2 separate regions of the Zea mays genome follow, and region 2 is linked to region 1. Evidence: chromatin contacts called from public Hi-C data. All regions are on one chromosome and are shown on one strand. Each heading gives the region's core, a stretch centred on a gene start, on an enhancer-like site or on the middle of the called end of the contact. The rest is flanking DNA. Distances are from core to core; before and after follow the strand shown. Region 1 holds the start of LOC100276092. Region 2 holds the start of LOC100194303.

Evidence for each region. Hi-C and Micro-C count contacts between places; a contact is called where the count stands out from the background.
Region 2: a contact with region 1 is called in a Hi-C map of tassel, with 4 times the contacts expected there. The contact joins the promoter of LOC100194303 here to the promoter of LOC100276092 in region 1. A contact is called at or near these places in 3 of 25 Hi-C or Micro-C datasets (ear, endosperm and tassel).

What each region holds. Positions count from the first base shown.
Region 1 is chr4:29,383,778-29,387,406 of Zm-B73-REFERENCE-NAM-5.0, reverse strand. It overlaps LOC100276092, which reads right to left and starts at 1,907. Exons shown (of 1, transcript NM_001149967.2): 1 at 330-1,907. The coding sequence starts at 1,777. The coding sequence ends at 515.
Region 2 is chr4:29,671,539-29,675,447 of Zm-B73-REFERENCE-NAM-5.0, reverse strand. LOC100194303 reads right to left here and starts at 1,615. Exons shown (of 16, transcript NM_001359451.1): 1 at 1,296-1,615; 2 at 960-1,058; 3 at 722-850; 4 at 420-542; 5 at 90-185. The coding sequence starts at 1,544.

The DNA of each region.
Region 1 (3,629 bases), core at 658-3,157:
ACACACAGTCATTGTAGCCTCTACTTCTATTCACCTCTACCTGCTCCACTCTATTTATGTTCATCTTTAACTGCTCCGCTATATTTAAATGGTAAAAAAACTAAAATTATGCATATATGTGGATTCGAATCATGGTTGTTGCTTTCAAAATCCACATTAACATCCCACTTTAGCAACAAGATGTATATGTCTCTATATTCTATACTCGAGCCTCGCTATAGAAAACGTAGCAAGTATATTCATCGTTTACCGCCTCAAAGGATGGTCCATGTCTCACTGCCTACTCCATATTTCCTCTTGTCATTTAAGTAGGTTTATAACATTAAAATATTTAAACATAGACACAGTTTATTTCGCATTGCAACGTACATGTAGATTTATCAGTAGCTTTTAAAACTCAAAATATCTTATAGATCCGTAATATATTTCCCTAATGCCAAAAAAAACTTTACGTAGAAATAGTGCCTGACAGCCAGAGTATGTAAACTAATGTAACTACCTACAATAAACTGTACTAGTTGATATATCCTTGACGACGATCCGATCTATCCCTAGGCATGATCCAGTGCGGCTGGCCCCACATTGGCTCAACCTCGCCGGTGTTTAGCTTTAGCCGCCCCATGCGCTCTGGCCTCCTAAGGTCGGAGAAGCCGACGTCAAACACGACGGCCAGACGTCCACATGGGTGTGTTAGCCGATTGGCAAGAATCACGTACACGCGGTTCGCTTTCGCTCCCTCTGGGTCGGCGGTGACTGTGAACCCGTGCGCGCCGTCGATGAACACCGCGCGGTCGCCGATGTCGAGCACTGGCTTCCACCTCGGTGTCCTCCGGTTGCCCCTGAGCCGCGCGCGGTACGCATTGGTAAAGATCACGCCATTGCTGTCTCCAGCGTGGTGCACCAGGAGGATCGCGTCGTCTTGCGATGGCGCTAGGTAGGCGTCGTCGACGTCGCCCAAGACCGGCGGCGCCGGGATCTTCGCGCGGGCTTGCAGCGTGCCTGCGTCGATGACCGTTGTTTTCAGCGTGTGCAGCTCGAGGACGAAGAAGAGCCCGCCGCGGTAGTTGATGGTCATGGGCGAGCCGAGCTGCGACTGGTGCACCGGCGTCCACCGCTCGCCGCCGTGCTCACAGAAGAAGGCCGTGTCGCCACGGGCCACCAAGATGCCGCGCGGGGACCAGTCCCACGCGAGCCCATCGTCAGTGACGCGCGCGCAGCGCGGGCGTGGCTCGTCGCTGCGGCACTCGATCGGCTCCTTCTCCGAGAAGGGGATGGGCAGGTCCGGCAGCGACGCGCGCGAGCCGGTGAAGGGGTTGACGAGGTAGCACGGGTGCCTGTAGCACACGTCCGTGGCCAGCACCGTCCCGCCGTACGGAGATGTCATGAGACGGCGGCCGGGCACCGGAGGCATTGGCCGCACATCGGCGCCGTCGAGCATGCGCATGTAGGCTAGGGAGAAGATGCTGTACCCGTGCTCGGACGCGAACGCGAGGCACGGGACCGTCGGCGACTCCTCGTGGCCGCCATGGTCCATGCTCATCACCTCGGCTACGGGCGCCGCAGTGACGTCGTCGTCATCCACGGGCGCCTCCATGCGGACCGAGACGGACGACTGTCGAGGCTGTCTTTCTAGGGAAAGATCAGACATGTGGCTACGGCAGCCGTCATCGTGTGGCGTCTTCGGTGGAGACGACTCCTCGTGGCCGCCATGGTCCGTGCTCATCACCTCGGCTACGGGCGCCGCAGTGACGTCGTCATCATCCACGGGCGCCTCCATGCGGACGGAGACGGACGACCGTCGAGGCTGTCTTTCTAGGGAAAGATCAGACATGTGGCTACGGCGGCCGTCATCGTGTGGCGTCTTCGGTGGAGACGATCGTCCGTAGTCAAACTTGGCGAAGAGATTGGAGAACATGGCGGCGCACATTTGTGTAATAAAGATCTGACCAAAGACATGGGGATATATATACTTAACAAATACGTCGCACTTCCCATATAGGGTTTGATAAGACCCAACTTAACGTGAAAAAGCCTGTGTACTTGTTGTTGGATGTATAGGTACCCAAACGGGCGGCCCGACACGGCCCCGTTAGGCCCGACAGATAAATGGGCTGTGCCCGGTCGGCCCGTGTGCCGCAGACGCGGCCCAGGCACGGCACGCCGGCTTGGTAGCCGTGCTGGGTCGGCCCGTTTAATTTGTCCATGTTGTTCCATTAAATCAGAAAAACTAGCAAAAAAACTGTGCAAAATGAGGTTTTGAACCCACAACCTCCATCTACAAGGCTGAAAGCGCTATATGTAAAAGACTAACTAGTAGAACTCTAGTAAATTTGTTATAAATAGCAAATATAAAATCTTAATGTATATATACTATGTTTTATAAAATAAAAAATATATAATCGTGCCGGACCGGCACTGCGGGCCGAGGCTGCGGCCTAAGCACGGCACGGCTGTCGTGTCGGGCCCGGCCCGGCACTATTAAATGGGTCGTGCTTTGGGCCGGCCCGTCAAACACGTCTCATTTGGCCATCTATAGTTGGATGAATGTGGGCTTGGCCTAATTAATATTTAATAATAGCCAATGTTCATAGTTCATTTAATGTTATGGTATAATAATAATTTAGCACCATATTAGAAGTTCAAGTGACAAATCGATCAACTTAAATATGTTAGTCATTGGTGCATCTATTGAGAAGTTGAGAAAATGATAAAGAACTACCACGCGCGTGCATCGTCGTCGCCGGCCAGGTTGTGGCTCGTGGGACCTTTGTAATACCCAACTTTGGAATATAAGAAAGAGAAATAAAATTCACTTGTACTACCTCCTCCTTTATAAGAATTATTAGGAGATATGTTTAAAATAAAATGTGCATCTTGCCGAAGTTCTTGTAACGTTGCATTTGTACTGTAAATTATGAGACAAGTTAAATTTAAAACTAAGAATTTGAAAATGGAATTAGGAGAGGAAAGAAAGGAAAAAGGAATAAGGAAGTGCTAAGCAAAAATAAATAGAATATATATATATATATTTACTTAAATTAAAAATACTGATTCATACTGATAAAGTGTAAAATTTGTGCACTTAATTTTTGTGATGAAGCCACAACTCAAAATTGAAGTCCAAATATTGGAATTTGAATAAAAAGGAAGGGAATTTGAAATAGAATAAAAATAGGAAAGGAAACTGTGCAAACTGGGCCGACCATCACCGATTTTGTCCAGCTGTCCATTTCGGCTGTGTGCCGTCCGTAAGGGACCGACATGTGGGCCGCCGTGCCAGCCTCACTCCACGCTGAGCCACCACCATGTGGGGTGGACTGCAGCTGGCGCTTACCAGGTCGCCCACCATGGGCCGGCTGGTGAAGGCGCTGATGTTTGGGGCCCACCCGTCGGGGACAAGCGTGGCCACCATATTTCATCCTAAACAACTTACTAATCGTAGCGCGCAATTCGGACGTTGGCGGACTGCTTAACAACCTCCCCGCGATGCGGCCGCCATGGGGAGCTCGTATATAATCGGCGCGGATGCTCGTGTGCCCAATCCCGTCCCTAAAAACCTAGTGCCGCCACAGGTCGAGAGAGAGAAGTGGGGGGAAGAAGTGTGCACTACGGCCGGTCAGCGTACTGGG
Region 2 (3,909 bases), core at 366-2,865, 290 kb before region 1:
ACATGGAAATTATTTGCTCAAGGTGAAGAACAGAAACAGTATATACAATGGTTAACCCAAATATATGTGAACAAGCAGAATGCACACACCTCATCTGAGTCATCATCAGAGTCACTCTCAGAAGAATCTCCCTTTTTCTTTTGTGCAACAGCCACAGATGTTTTCTTTAGTGGGGCAGCAGGTTTCTGAAAAATGCATACAGAAGAGGAATTATACCATCTAGTGGCTAAGCTAAATAAAAGCATCTCAGGGCACACACAACATAATACAGGTCAGGGTGAATGTGATGATAAATCAGTGAACACATATCTGGATGTTAGGTTACAAATGGCATTGAATCAGAAAACCAATGAAAATGGTATCATTAATCTTACAGTAAAATGGAATTAAAGGCAAACAAACATGAATGTTCCACTCACAACATCATCGTCTGACTCATCATCAGAACTGCTCCCATCGCTGCTGCTTTCTTGCTTGCCTTTCTTCAAACCATTTTTAGCAACGGCACCCAAGGGTTTAGCAGCAGCCTTCTTTGCAGGTTCCTGAATCAAAAAAAACATGGGTTGGTAGCTCAACATCTGAGAAGTACATTGAAATAATCAATTGGTTGGCTACAAAATTCCTAGGGTAATGACAACTAAACCATTAGTATGTGCTGCCATGGTGGTAAATGAAATTAACTGTGCACAAGACATAAGACAAACAGGAAACTTCAACTCACATCATCACTGTCGTCATCCGACTCATCTTCAGAACTGTCCTCATCGCTGCTGCTCTCTTGCTTGACTGTCTTCGAACCATTTTTCGCAACTGCAGCCAAGGGTTTAGCAGCAGGCTTCTTTGCAGGTTCCTTAATGAGAAGATGAATTAGCATCTAAGAACTCTGAACACTACATTAACAATTCAATTTGCTTGCTGCTGATTTTTTTCAGCATTAAAACCCAAAAATGATAGCATACCTCATCAGATTCAGAGGTCTCATCGCTGGTGTCATCATCACTGGACTCTTGTTTAGCAATCTTGGGAGCAGGCGCCTTCTTTGGCTGTACCTTCTTAACCTGTAGAAACAGAAGTTAACTATGTTCAAGAAGAAACTTCGATAGATAAAAAATCATCACCGTTATAAGCCATACTCAGACTCAGATTATGCAGGGGACTAGATCATCTACTGCATCAGCTATTTCTGTCTACCCTCCCCAACTCAATCAAATCATAAAAATTCTACAAATAAAAAAATCCCATTCAAAAAACCCGCCATAGGTACAAGAGAAACAAGAAGAAGCATCATCGCATACCTCCTCTTCGGACTCGGAGTCCTCTTCAGAGTCACTGCTGCTGCTCTCAGCCTTCTTGGGGGGAGGCTGCTTCTTGGACTTCTTGGCGTCCTTCTTGGACGTCGGCACGGCCTTCGCCGGTGGCGCCGCCTTCTGCTTCTTCGCGCTCACGGCCTTCTCGATCTCTTCCTCCGCCTCCCGTTTCTTCCCCTTGGGCACCGCCGCTGGCGCCGCAGCCACGGCGGCCGCCTTCTTGCTTGACTTGCCCATCGGAGGAGAGAGGGAGGAGGCCGGGTGGGAGCGGAGAAACCCTAGTGGCTGCTAGGGTTTTTGGGCAGGAGGGGTTTCTAGGAGCTGGCGACGGAAGGTGGTTTATAGGCTGCGGTGGTCTGATTCCATGGGCCTTGGTGGGCTTTTACGAACCTTGTTTGTCTGTGCGCACTACAAAGGTCCACGGTCTTGGTGTCCAAACGAAAAATGTTAGCTTCGAACAAGAAAAAATCTCTCTCTTCAATATAAACATTTTTGCAAAATTTAGCGGTTCCCAAACATGTTTAACTATGTCATTCATGTCCATAAATTAGTAAATCAGTTGTTTGAAAATAACTTGTTCTATTATATCATTCAACTCTGACCAACAGTTTAAATCTTCAAAATTATTATATTGTGTTATTATAGTGCCAAATCACCCATTTAGAACCCGTCTACGACCGTGTCTAGTTCACCTATATAGTCACCCAGAATATTTGTTTATATTTTTTTACATTGTAGACTGCATTGTTCGTTGAGTGGAGTTTAAATATAGGTATAGATGATGAATAAGCTGTTGAAAATAAGCTAAATGGATCTAGTGCAATATCCATATGTATTGTTGTGGAATCAAGTTAGCTCCATCTCTCCCTAAGCTCCCTCTAAGATTCTCTTTAACGCAGCAATCCCCTATCAATGTAGATGTTTGGGAGCTCCCTTGCGCTAAACCGGTGACCCCTACGATCTCTCATGCCGGCTTGGACGCAAACGCAAGGGCACACCGGATGTGGGGGAACGTCAACCATCCCATTTTCCCTCGATATTGTTGCTCTACAGTGTTTGTTATTTGAGAAAAATTATTAATAAATGTTAAATAGGTATGAAAAATGATGTTTTATGGTTGTAGTGTGGTATAGGAGGATAGTGTAGGGAAAATTGTTGTAAGAGCACATCCAACAGAAAGCATAAAAGGACCTCGGAAGCATTTATCATGGCAGGAGGCGTTTTTATGTCCTCCAACAGCTTGTTCATCTTCTTCCCAGTAATATGTGACTCTCCCTCCCGCATATTTTTGCAAGTCAAATCCTTCCCCAATCGCCCTAGCGCACGCTGTTTCGCGCGCTATTTCTGGCCCCCGTGCGCAGCTTTGTTGTTTCTGATGGCGGGAAGCGTCGGTGGTGGCGGGATATGCTCTAGCGGCAGCGGTGGAGGCGGTGGGATACATATGAGCGGATGTCACACCCGGTTTTAGAAGGCAAACCGAATGCGAACCATGTACGTGTTAGGATCAGCAATTCACGTACACAGCAGTTACATACCATGGACATCATCACACAGTGCTCAAATAGTATTAAAAAGGGAAATAGTCGATTACATCATATATCTGAGACATCCACATAGTCTTTACAATAAATCAAAGTGCGGAAAAGAAACGTAGATAAACGCGGCCTTCACAGGCACGCCTAGAACTCGTCGTAGTCTTGGAACTCCTAGAAGTCTCCTTCCACGGCTTCATCTTCTCCTGAGCAGTGGTTGCAATGCTGACAACCTGGGGATGGGGGGTTTGGTGTGTATAGCAAGGGTGAGTACACATCAACATACTCAGCAAGTATCATGTTTGGCTGTAGTGGACTAGCTTTATGTGGGGGTAAGTCAAGCAGTTGCTTTTAGTTGGTCAGATTATTATTTACTAGTAGAAAGCCAGGTTTTAACATTAACCCAAGTTATTAGCCCGATGCACCCTTTCCGAACGGAAAGAATACCACTTACCAGCACCATAGTCATAACCAGAACCATCAATCTCATTGCCACATGTAAACCAAAATGTCTCTAATCAAGTATCACTAATCACTGGAGCTCCCTTGGCCGCTCATAACCGCGAGCACGGCTGATATATCAGTTTTCAAACACTCTGCAGAGGTTGTGCACTTTACCCACAAGTCGTGATTCCCTTTCTGCCCGGAGATCATGACTCTCCATTGATCACTACCAAGGTGACCCAGCAGGGCATCACTACGTAGCCTTTACAAAGATTCTCTGGGGATGTAGCCACCCGTTAGGTTTCCTAAATGCACCGCACTCCTCCCCAAGGGGCAAACCCAAGCTTGGCAGAGCGAGCCGCATATACCGAGCCCCATTGACAACACGACGGCTAAGCGAACTACACCCCGGGTCATCTAATTATTCAGCTAAGGGCACCCCATTCCACCCTCATGGTTGCACTGTTTTCCCGGGGCGGTCATCCAAAGAACAGGTCCTTACGGAGAGGCACACGAGAAACCACTCGAGTCCCCTTAAGGGCCACAAGTTTCATCATCATAATCAAAAAGGAAAACAGCGTATCATAGATAATCTCATCATGTTCATTGATTATAGTTGAGCAATA